Regions from separate parts of the Sus scrofa genome. Here regions 1, 2 and 3 are each linked to region 4. The links are chromatin contacts, called in public HiChIP or PLAC-seq and promoter capture Hi-C maps. All regions are on one chromosome and are shown on one strand. The core of a region is the stretch at or near the end of the contact, and the rest is flanking DNA. Distances in the headings are between cores, read along the strand shown.

Region 1 (2,986 bases), core at 197-2,696, 240 kb before region 4:
TGCCTTCCCAGAAAACTGTACTGTGTGCTCAACTTCCTTCCCAGTTGGATCAAATAATCCAGATCAGTCTGGCAGCTGGGGAAGAGTTCCAACCCTGGAAAGGAAGCATCCTGGCAGCTTGGTCCCCCCTTCTTCTGGGTGATACTGGCCTAGTACATAAGACCAGGGTCCTTTTTCCTCTCCCCATGATTTTGCTCCCTGAATTCTACCCTGACCTCTTTCTTCTCCCTCTCTCTCGCCCTCAAGAGGACTTTATTTATTTTTTATTTTTTGTCTTTTCTAGGGCCACTCCCATGGCATATGGAGGTTCCCAGGCTAGGGGGCTAATCAGAGCTGTAGCCGCTGGCATACGCCACAGCCACAGCAACGCCAGATCCAAGCTGCATCTGCGACCTACACCACAGCTCACGGCAACACCGGATCCTTAACCCACTGAGCAAGGCCAGGGATTGAACCCGCAACCTCGTGGTTCCTAGCTGGATTTGTTAACCAGTGCACCTAGACGGGAACTCCTTTTTTTTTTTTTTTTTTTAATTTGCTTTTTTTTAGGGCCATACCTACAGCATATGGAGGTTCCCAGGCTAGGGGTCTAATCGGAGCTGTAGCTGCCAGGCTATGCCAGAGCCACAGCAATGCCAGATCTGAGCCGCATCTGTGACCTATACCACAGCTCATGGCAACACCAGATCCTTAACACACTGAGCGAGGCCAGGGATTGAACCTGCAACCTCATGGTTCCTAGTTGGATTTGTTTCCTTTGCGCCATGATGGGGCCTCCAAGACAACTTTAATTTACTTCCTCCAGAGGCTTCCTTAGTCCTTGGTCAAGAAATAGGCAAATGGGAGTTCCCTCTGTGGTTCAGTGGGTTAGGAAACTGACATAGTGTCCATGAGGATGTAGGTTTTATTCCTGGCTCTTTCAGTGGGTTAAGGATCCAGCATTGCCTCAAGTTGTGGTGTAGGCCTCAGTTGCAGCTCCAATTTGACCTTTAGCCTGGGAACTTCCATATTCCACAGGTGTGGCTGTAAAAAGGAGAAAAAGGGGCGGGAGACAGATGGAAGTTCCCATGTGGCTCAGTGAGTTAAGGATCCTGTGTTGCCACACCTGCAAATGTGGTGTGGCTTAGATTCCTGGTGGCAGGAGCAGCTTAAAAAAAAAAAAAAAAAAAAAAGCAAATGCAGCCTGTTCTGAGGGGACTGGATGGAGCTGGCTGTGATGAGAGTAACCGAGAGTAACCACCAGGGGGAGCCTGTGCCTAAGAGGAGACTGAGCAGGGGCCTCCGGCGCCACTCAGGAGTTTTTCCTTTCCTTTTTTCCGGGGCAATAAGGGTGCCTGGCATTCCAGCCCAAGGTAGCTTCCTATGGAGGTGGAGGTCTAGAGCTCCCCTCACCCCTATCTCTGACTCTCTCTCTTTCTCTGAACACTCAGGGAAAGTGGGAACCAAATTCTGATGCATTTGCATGGTGTGGAATGGGTCCTAAGGACAAGTTCCCTGATGGCCATATTCAGTTTGAGGATCAATCCTCAGTCCTTTGATTTCACCCCACAACTCCGGCTAGCCTCTGCCACACATCCCTTTCCTAAAACCTCACTGACCCAAGCTTTCCCACACCTCCTTTTCTGTTTTTGAGGGTTAGGGACCCTGGGTATACCAGTTATTCCATTTTTTTTACCTCTGCCTCAGCTCTCAAGATGGCCCTGGCTCAGCGGCTTCCCCACCCTCACCATTAATTACCCCAGGTAGCTGGTTCTTCCTTTAGGTCCAGCCGACCTACTTCTCTCAGCTTCAGGTCTCGATCAACCAGTGAGTCTGGCCGAACAGGGAAGAAAGCTAGAGAATCCCTAAGGCTCTGATTCTAATCCCTTCTCACCCCAGGCCATAGAAACCAATTCCTGCATCTACAGTAATAATTGAACCTACTATGACCCTGATACTATGATACACGCTGAAGATACAAAAACACAAATAACTATGGTTTCTGCCCTCGAGGAACTTATATACTAATCAGGAAGACAAACAAGTAACTAGACAATCCCAACATAATTTGATAAATGCTTCTTTAGAGGGATGTACCAAGAACTATGGGAGAATAGGAGAAGGTGTAACTAAATCTATTAGGGGTGAGTAGGGGAAGTCAGGAGAGAAGGTAACATTTGAAGGTATCTTAAAGGGTTTAGGCCAGAGAAGAGAGCGAAATGCATGCCAAGCATAAAGCACAGAGTAGAGGGGGGAGCCTAATGAGTTCAGGGATCCACAAGTAGTACAACGTATAATTTATTCTTCAGAGGTGGGGGAGTGACTGGAGAAAAGATGAGAAAGGAAGGCAGGGCAAGTTGTGAAGGAAGAGATGTGTTTATTGAGAATCCAGTCCTTACCCAGAATATTGAAGCAGGTGCTGAACTTGATCAGATTTGCTTTTTACAATACTCTGGGCCTAGTGGCTAAGGATCCAGCACTATCACTGCTGTGGTGCGGGTTTGATCCCTGGCCCAGGAACTTCTGCATGCTGTGGGCATGGAAAAAAACAAAACAAATGAAACTCTGGGCAAGCAAGGTTAGATTTGAGACAGGAATACCAAAAAGGAGTCCACTGTAGGAGTCTCAATGACAGGTGGCCAGGGCCAGGGCTAGGGCTGGATCAGGGTATAAGAGGAAACAGAGTGGTTTGGATACTGTCTACCCTGGCCACCGGGTCAATTTCCACAGGCCACATGCAGAGAAGGGAGTGGGCTTTTATCTCTGGCCTTTGCAGACTGGAGAAGACTTGGTTGTTGCAGTCCTATGATCCAAGATTGGGCAGCATGGAAACTGTGGCCCCATTCTGGGTCCAAACAATGAATCCTCTAATGAAGAGGCTAAGTATGGAGCTGGGGCTGGGAATATGGGTGAACCATTAGGGAGATAAAAAAAGGAAGCACTGGGGAGTCCCCGTTGTGGTGCAAAGGAAATGAGAATGCCTGTTCAATCTCTGTTCTCACCTAGT
Region 2 (2,770 bases), core at 99-2,598, 230 kb after region 4:
TTCACACATGCATCCTTCTTCTTGGGATAACTATCCCTTTTTCTCTATGAGAAAACACCTATTCATCTGTTAGGACCCATAAACATCAGCTCTTCTGTCAGGCTTTCCTTCAAAGAGATAATCACTTTCACCTCTGTGCGCTCAGAGAATTTTACGAAGAGTCCAATCTCTGTTTAACACACACACACATTTATTTACATTTCTTTTTCCTGACCACTCGGTGAACTCCTGGGACAACATGCCTTTTTTTTTCTATCTGCTCTAGTACACCACTTGACACACAGTAAAAGCATCCCTAAAATGCTGCCTGAACCAATGAGCAAATGACCAGCTGATTTCAGTTGCCACACTTTCCTCACTGGTCTCTGCCTGTGGATGTCAGTTCCTGCTGGTTTCCTGAAAGCTACAAGAACTCAGACCTAATTCATTCTGGCTGTCAAGAGGGTCCAGGAAGGAACCCTAAAGCACTGGTCAGTCCTAAGATGGGAGAAAGAAAGTCAGGACTCCATACCCCTGTGCCCACCTCTTCCAAGTCCAGCCCCGGAGTGAGGGTGGGGGCTTACTTTGTCTCCCTTAAAGATCCAGGGACCAATTTAGAGGCTCACTTATAAACATGATATTACAGCTGTAAAGGACCTCAGAAGTAACAGAGGTAATCCACCACCTCATTTTACAGATGAAGAAAGTAGGTTCAAACAAGTAAAGAGGTCGACAAGAGAGCCCACTAAATTAACGGAGTCTAGAGTCGTTAACTAGAGCCCAGGTGTACTGCCTCTCTGACACTAGACTGCTTTCAGCAATAGAACCTCCACATTGAGGTTCATGGAATCCCACGTCAAGATGCCGTCTTGTACCACTGACTAACTGAGGGAACTTGGGCTGGTCTAAAATCTTCGATTTCAGTTTCCTCTTCTGTAATGGGGTGAAAATTTAACAGCCTCCCCGGACGGCGGTGAAGAGCAAATGACAACGAACGTGAACGAAATTATTATTACTAGTAACAGAACTCAGAGCGGAGGAGGGTGGTGTAGAGGAAACCAGGGGTGTCCAGAGACGCGCGTCCCAGTCACGTCATCTCTCTGGGCCTCAGTTTCCTCGGCAGGACCTGGCCTGGCTGGCGGCCACGACCTTCTAGCTCTGCCTTCCCGGAGGCACAAGCACAGACCCTGTGGGAAAGGACAAGGGAGCTCGCGAGGGACCTCGAGTTACCGTCCTGCAACAGCGCCGTCTTCTCGGCCGCTCGGAGACTCTCCAGCCAGCCGGTCACCGCCATCTTCCCTCCGCCCGGCCGCGTGCCTAGCCGCTGTCATGGCAACGTTCCGCCTAAGGCCACTTCCGGCTACCCCGGAAGACGTTCCGGGCGTTTGCTTTTTCCTCCCCCTCCCGTCCCCCAACCCCCGCGCCCTTCATCCGCTCTCATTGGCTGCTCTGGTGAGTAGTTTACTCATGCCCACCACCTGTGATCCATCAGGCCCCAAGTTGACCCCATCCTGGACTGAATCCAGGAAATGGAACCCCACCCCGGCCCGCAGTCGGGAGTCCCTGGCGCGCGCCAGCTGCGTACGGAGCTGTGCCCCACACCTGCTGGCGTCTTCACCACCCCCAGCTGTGAGGCCTAGAGTGCCCCTGTCCCAGAAGGCGCCCCACACCTGCTACAGTCGTTCATCTCCCCGCAGCTGCGGGCCTGTGCGCCCCCGTGCCGAGAGGTCTGGTCGGAGACCAGGGCAGGTGCAGAGCGTTCCCCCACCAGCCTCTCTAACCTCCGCCTGCCACCCCAACCCCGGTTTTTCGTCTGTGGGTCTGTGATGGGTATAAAGATTATATGCAGGTTCTCCCCAGTCCTCACTCCTCTTGGGAGTCCAAGACCTTACTAAAGATGTGGTCCATTCCTAGCCTGGCATCCGTTTTGGTAAAGCCCTTTGGAAGTGGGAAGCAGCAAGAGCAGACGCTGCACACTGAATCTTCAGAGCAACCCCCTGAGAAATGATATTGTTTGGCGCCCCTCAAAAGCTCTTCCAAGAGTTCCACTCTTCCCCTCATTTCCCCCAGTGCTCTGACTTTGAAAAGCTAGTGAGTGTAGAGCTAGGCTAAACCACCCAAGTTCACTTAGGTTTTTGGGAGACTCTTGGGAACTAGGCTACTGCCCCCAAGGCCTAGTCAGTACACACCCCACCTTCACAGTCAGAGAGGTTGTGGAGCCTCACTTCTGCGTTTCCACATGACAGCTGCCCTGATCAACCCTCCAACAGAAAGACCAGGATCCAGTCATATCTCAATGGACCCCAGGGGCATCTTGAAGGCATTTCCCAAGCGGAGGAAAATTCATACCAGTCCATCATCAAAAGCACTTGCAAAGATTCCCAAGAGGGAAGATGGAGAAGAAGCAGGAGGTGAGTGGACCCACCCTCAGAACCCTCATGTACTTGAGCCTCAAGCTTCTACATAGTTCATGTCCAGAATCAGATATTACAGCTGACTCTGCCGTCCCAGAGCCTGCGGGTTGGTTTGTACCTGCCTTACACTAGGCTTGGTTCCCAGTCTTTGACAGGCAACTTGTTGAGACCTCCATCAATCAGAAGAATTCTTCCTGGTCCCTAAGGAAATGACCCAGCAGAATCCTGTGCTCTTTGTGAGATTGTCTGCTGGCCAGAGGAGGGGATCCAAACAATTTAGTTATTTTGTGGCTAAATTGGCAACTAGATAGCAAAAGCTTACCTGGTGGCCTGGGTTGGGGGAGAGGAATTATTAGACTGTGAGGCTTATAATGGCA
Region 3 (2,723 bases), core at 174-2,673, 220 kb before region 4:
AAAAAAAAAAATAGGAAATTCAGCTAAAAGCTTAAAATTCAGAACTAGGACCTCAAGATCTTCTTTTCTTTTGCCATTTCTGCTCCCGCATATTCCCAGCTAGGGTCCAATCGGAGCTGTAGCTGCCAGCCTACGCCAGAGCAACAGCAATGCGGGATCCGGGCCGCGTCTGCGACCTACACCACAGCTCACGGCAACGCCGGATCGTTAACCCACTGAGCAAGGCCAGGGACCGAACCTGCAACCTCATGGTTCCTAGTCAGATTCTTTAACCACTGCGCCACGACGGGAACTCTGACACATTTACTCTTTTTTAAAAAATATCCAGAGTTCCCAGAGCGGCTCAGCGGTTAACAAATCCCATGAGGTTGTGGGTTCGGTCACTGGCCTTGCTCAGTGGGTTAAGGATCTGGCGTTCCCATGACCTGTGGTGTAGGTCGCAGACTTGGCTCAGATTCCACGTTGCTGTGGCTCTGGTGTAGGCTGGCAGCTACAGCTCCGATTCGACCCCTAGCCTGGGAGCCTCCATATGGCGCTGGCATGGCCCTAAAAAGACAAGAAAATGAAAACAAAAAACCCCCAAACCAAACAAAACACACATTAGGCAAGCTGTTTAATCACTCAAAACCCTTTTTTTTTTCTTCTTATTGTGAAGTACCTACTTTATAAAGCCATTGTAAGGAGACATAACACACTCATACAGCCCTGTATATCTTTATTATTATTTTTTTGTCTTTTTAGGGGTGCACGCACAGCACATGGCAGTTCCTGGGGTCGAACTGGAGCTGCAGCTGCAGGTGGACACCACAGCCACACAGCTCACCGCATAGCCAGACTCTAACCAACAGACTAGGGGTCGAATCTGTATCATGTATTCTAGTGGGGTTCTTAACCCACTCAGCCACAACAGGAACTCTCGGGTATATCTTTTTCAATCTTTCATTTTGTATACGAGAAAATTGAAATTCGGAGACGAAAATTTGCCAAGTTGACCAAGCTTTACAAGGTGCTTTGCAGAAAGCAGGCACATAGTATATATATGTTGAATGAATGAGTTTGTTTTCATCGTTCACTTTCGGAGTTGCAATAAAGATATTGAAACATATATCTTTCCAAACTTTGTCACTGTTTCTAGAGTATATATTTATTCCGTAAGCGTAATTGCTAATTTCAAGTGCCATATTTTTTAAAAAGTGCTAATTCAACTTTTTTAGGGTAGTTATTCATTTATTTATTATTATTACTTAGCAACACTTTCTATTTTTAATTCAATTTTTATTTTATGTTGGATTATAGTTGATTTATTTTATGTTGGATTATAGTTGATTTACAATGTTGCGTTACTGCTAATTCTACTTGCAGCCAGCGGACCCTTGATAATGTTTCTTTGCTAATTCCTTACTCGCGGTGCATTTCGGGAGTCGTAGTCTTTGTGATGCTTGCTGGGAGTCGTGGTTCCAGCCAGCCTCAGGCCGCAGGCGCGGGCGTACCTGTCATGCGTCAGGCTTTAGGACCCGGTGGCGCACAGCGGGCCGGGGGAAGGGTTGGGGGAGGTCGGGAACGCGTCCGTGAGGCCGGAGCTGCGGCGGCGTCGGTGGCGTCGGGAGCGAGCGGGCCCGGGAGCGGCGCGGGTGGTGGAGGTGGAGCCAGGGGCTCGGTAAGCGGCGCGCGCTCGGGCCGGTCTCCGAACCTGGCCACCCTCTTTTGGTGCAGCCATACCAGGCCTTGGCCCTGAGGCTGCCCTGGGGGGGCGGGGCCTGTGCTCGCCTAAGGGACGACGGGGGTGACGGGGGGAGAGGGAGGGAGGACAGCTGCTGAGGCGGGCCGAGGCTGCGTGCGGCTAGGAGGCTGGGCCCAGGGCGACGGAGCGGAAAGAGAAGCGACTAGCTCTTCCAGTGGCCGGTCCCTTTAACTCTCCAGTGCCAGTCATGTCCCTCCCGCTGTGGGTCCCTGCTGGGCCCGCCTGGCAGCCGAAGCGCTGACCTTTGACCCCAGTCCGAGGCTGACCCCGACTCCTTAGGCTACCTTGGAGAGCCCTCCACCAGCTAGTTCCCACCCCAGGGTGGCCTTCAGCCCAGACGGGTCCAGGGGTGAGACTTGGAGCAAGACCTCGAAGAAGATCTGCCCCAAGTCTTCAGGTGTCCCGGAAGGGCCCCATCCTGTCCTTTTTACAGTCTCGACCACCGGCTTCAGCCCACCTTTTATACCCAATCACTGAAGCTACTGTGTTTTCAGTGGGTTATTTGGTGTGAGCCTAGGAAACGAACCTCTTCCTAGGCAGGTGTAGGAAAGAAACAGGAGAAAAAAACTATCAGAAGCTGAGGAGTGCTGCCTCTCATGGGGAAGCAGAAACTTGGGAAGGCCCAAGTAAATGTGGATATCTGACCCTTCTCAGTTCTTCCTTTCCAGAAAAAGTTTTGAGCCTAGTGAGAGCTGTTTCTTTGTATTCTGTCTGCTCACTGACTTTGTAAACCAGGGCAAATAGGATTTGTGTTCCTGCTATTAGCACAGTTAACTGAAATTGTTTTGCCTTCAGTTGGTCTTGTGTGCACAGTACTTCCTATGTGAAGGCTTTCCTAGATATTATATCCGCTAGAGAAAGGCGGATCCATCTTGTTAGGATTGTGAAGGGAAGCTCTCATTCTTTCCTTAGTGAATAGGGTAGCCTCTAAGGTATTTATTTTCATTGGGTGTTTATGCATTATAATTCATTTGCTTGTTCA
Region 4 (2,705 bases), core at 36-2,535:
AAGGACCATTATATCCAGTGAAGTTACTATGGCCCCAAGGTGTCATCACAGGAGATCCCCTGAGAAAATGTTTGCTCCTAACCTCCATCTCAACACTTTAGGAAGAAAAAGAAGAGAGACTGTAAGACTCTGTGGAGCTACAAGTTGGGCTACCCCTGGAGGAGTCTAGCGTGAGACTGAAGTATAAGATGAACAATAATACCAAGTCTTAATAATCAGATCGAGAGCTTATTTCACATTTATACCTCGCATGTTGCTGCAGCTCTCTCAAATCAAGTGCATTATGACGGAACCAAAGGGAGCTGAGAAATATAGCAAGGGGACCCAAGCCCACTGAGGGTTGAGGGAAGGCTTTCCCAAGGAAACGATGTTTATACTGAGGCCCAAGGGCCCTCACTTCTCCCTTACACACACTCCACACTCCCCATTTCCCAAAGGGCCAGGCCTTTTTCCCCCTCCCTACACTTGTACTCTCTTCCACATGCCTAGAGTGCCCTTTTCTCTTCTCTTCACCCCAACTCGGTCTGGCTAACTCCTATTTATCCTTTTTGACCCAGCTCAAAAGTGAAGCCATGGCCACTGCCTCTCCCCAAAAGGAAGATGAAATTGGTCTCTTCTCGGAGTTTCCACATCACTTGGGTACAACGTGTGGAGACAGTGTGTGTACTCGTTTGCCTGTACCACCAAATTGTGAGCTCACAGGAGCCCAAGAGGCCAGCATGAGGCAAGCTCAATTGGTGTCTGCCGAATGAAGGAATGAACGAATGATCTAATTTTTAAAAGGGGTCAGTGCCAACCTGAAGGGGGAAATGTTTCAAGGCAGAGGGGTGAGCTGAGCTTCTTGGAGTGCTGTCTTCACAAAACCGAGTCTGGGTCGGGTTGATGTAATGAGCCAACTCATTAGAAGAATATCTGTAGAAAATAGGTCAGTTTCTTTCTATCTCTTTAAGAACCAGAGGCTTCGTTTCCGCGCCTGCGCATTGAGAGAGTAAACACTTTTTTTTTTTTTTTCCACCTTCTTCCCCCACCCCCGCCCCGCCCTGGTCTTATTGCCCCGACCGGGTGCAGCCTCCTCCCATACTCCCCTTCTTCGGGTGGGGTAATGGTCCGTTCCAGGGCGCCTGGCTCGTTCTGGAGGGTGGCTAGCCTAAATGGTACATTCCACTACCTTCATTACCTTCTGCTTTTGGTGTCTTTTCTGTTCCACTTCCCCCTACCGAATGGAGCTCAATAGGCTGGCCCAAAAGAAGGAGGGGGATCCGGGCTGAAGGGACCGGTCTGAGCCGGTCTCCAGCGCAGGCGCAGTGCGGATAAACAGGAAGCGGGTGGTATAGGCGGCGGCAGAGGAGACACAGGGGCTTCGGGAGGAGGTAGCGAAAGAACTAGGATTATCCGAAGGGCGTCGGAAGCTAACTGAGAACGAGAAAAGGGGCCTTGGTCCAGGGAACGAGAGGTCGCGGCTTCGTTCTCCGCTTAGGTTTCCGACTCGCCAGTTTAGGCTGAGGCAGCGGCTGACAAAGGGCTCGCGCTGGTGCCGCCGCCCTTCTCATCCGGGCATTCGGGTCTCTGCGGAGAGGGAGGGGGAAGGGCAGAGGGGGGGAGGGGAAGGAACCGGAGGGGCGCGCGCTTGGAGCCGAGGCCCTCTGTAGGGCTCCGGGCCGGCGGCCCAACGGACGGAGGCCGAGGAGGACCTGCAGAGGTGGCGGCGGCCAGGGGCAGGAGGATGGTGCAGAAGGAGAGCCAGGCGGCGCTGGAGGAACGGGAGAGCGAGCTCAACTCCAATCCTGCCGCCTCCGCGGGGTCATCGTTGGAGCCGCCTGCAGCTCCAGCCCCCGGAGAAGACAATCCAACCGGGGCCGGGGGAGCCGTGGTGGCCGGGGCGGCAGGCGGGGCTCGGAGGTTCCTATGTGGCGTGGTGGAAGGTGAGCGGTCTGGCGCGGGCTGGGCAAGAGCGCCCTTCCTCCCTCTTCGCTCTAGTTCTAACACGTTCTTTTCTCGTGAGGCAGGTGGCGGCAGTGTTTTAGAGGGGGCTCTAAAAGGAGATTATTCTTTGGATCTGAAATGTGACCTTGCTGAAACGAGGGGAGAGGGGAGACGGAGAGCTGGTCTCGGGTTCTCAGGCGGCGTCGAGTTGCCCTCTGGCTATTAACAATTCTGACCCCACCCGCTTTGGGCTTGGAGCCAGGCATGCTCCAACGGAGGCGGCGTAAGGAGCCTAGTCTTAGGCTCTGAGTTATATATACATCTTTGTATCTTGGGATCTTATTCCCTACGATGGTTTGGGTTCACACGGAAAGACGTGTATAGTGTTGCTGTCCCCACCCTTTGGGAAAAAGACTACCCGTACAGGTGTGATAGTTGTCGTGGAGGGAAGAGAAGCACCGTTGGGTTATATAGTTTTACACATTGCTTTTTGGTTAGAGCTTTGCTGGCCAGTCTCTACCCCTCACGCTTTGGAGATTTATTTGCAGCCTAGAAAGCTGCCATTTGCCAGCTGCTGTGCCTTGCCTCTGAAGGATGAAGCTTTGATTTTAATAATATCTGAGATAACAGAATTTTGGTTTAGTGACTGCAGAGGAGATTTAAAATTGCCCTTCTCACCTTATTCCTTTCCATTTCCCTTTAAAAAGAATGATGGACTTTTCTTCGGGGGGGCTGGAGAGAATGAGCAGAAGATTGCATCACAATTTGTGAATGTAATGGAC

Evidence for each region. Promoter capture Hi-C pulls out the DNA fragments that hold promoters and counts their contacts. HiChIP or PLAC-seq counts read pairs in DNA pulled down with a chosen protein or histone mark.
Region 1: a contact with region 4 is called in an H3K27ac HiChIP or PLAC-seq map of alveolar macrophages. The contact joins the enhancer-like site here to the promoter of MGEA5 in region 4. A contact is called at or near these places in 1 of 5 promoter capture datasets (liver), 7 of 47 Hi-C or Micro-C datasets (fibroblasts, heart right ventricle, liver and 3 more) and 2 of 2 datasets of contacts at active chromatin or transcription factors (alveolar macrophages and skeletal muscle).
Region 2: a contact with region 4 is called in an H3K27ac HiChIP or PLAC-seq map of alveolar macrophages. The contact joins the promoter of POLL here to the promoter of MGEA5 in region 4. A contact is called at or near these places in 2 of 5 promoter capture datasets (fetal liver and liver) and 2 of 2 datasets of contacts at active chromatin or transcription factors (alveolar macrophages and skeletal muscle).
Region 3: a contact with region 4 is called in a promoter capture Hi-C map of liver, with 8 times the contacts expected there. The contact joins the promoter of C14H10orf76 here to the promoter of MGEA5 in region 4. A contact is called at or near these places in 1 of 5 promoter capture datasets (liver), 5 of 47 Hi-C or Micro-C datasets (epiblast stem cells, fibroblasts, heart right ventricle and 1 more) and 2 of 2 datasets of contacts at active chromatin or transcription factors (alveolar macrophages and skeletal muscle).

Annotation. Positions count from the first base shown.
Region 1 is chr14:113,089,096-113,092,081 of Sscrofa11.1, reverse strand. No RefSeq gene overlaps it. Among named protein-coding and RNA genes, the nearest start is that of HPS6, 8.6 kb to the right of the region's middle. Within about 2 kb of position 1,446, at least 12 of the 83 cell types and tissues checked have an H3K27ac peak or open chromatin away from gene starts, as enhancers often do. A contact at or near this core is called in alveolar macrophages, where this site is marked.
Region 2 is chr14:112,615,926-112,618,695 of Sscrofa11.1, reverse strand. POLL (DNA polymerase lambda) reads left to right here and starts at 1,348. Exons shown (of 9, transcript XM_005671395.3): 1 at 1,348-1,431; 2 at 2,250-2,390. The coding sequence starts at 2,276. DPCD (protein DPCD) reads right to left here and starts at 1,358. Exons shown (of 6, transcript XM_001926725.4): 1 at 1,210-1,358. The coding sequence starts at 1,273.
Region 3 is chr14:113,071,699-113,074,421 of Sscrofa11.1, reverse strand. It overlaps C14H10orf76 (UPF0668 protein C10orf76 homolog), which reads left to right and starts at 1,423. Exons shown (of 26, transcript XM_021072731.1): 1 at 1,423-1,657.
Region 4 is chr14:112,849,795-112,852,499 of Sscrofa11.1, reverse strand. It overlaps MGEA5 (protein O-GlcNAcase), which reads left to right and starts at 1,285. Exons shown (of 16, transcript XM_003483548.4): 1 at 1,285-1,922. The coding sequence starts at 1,724.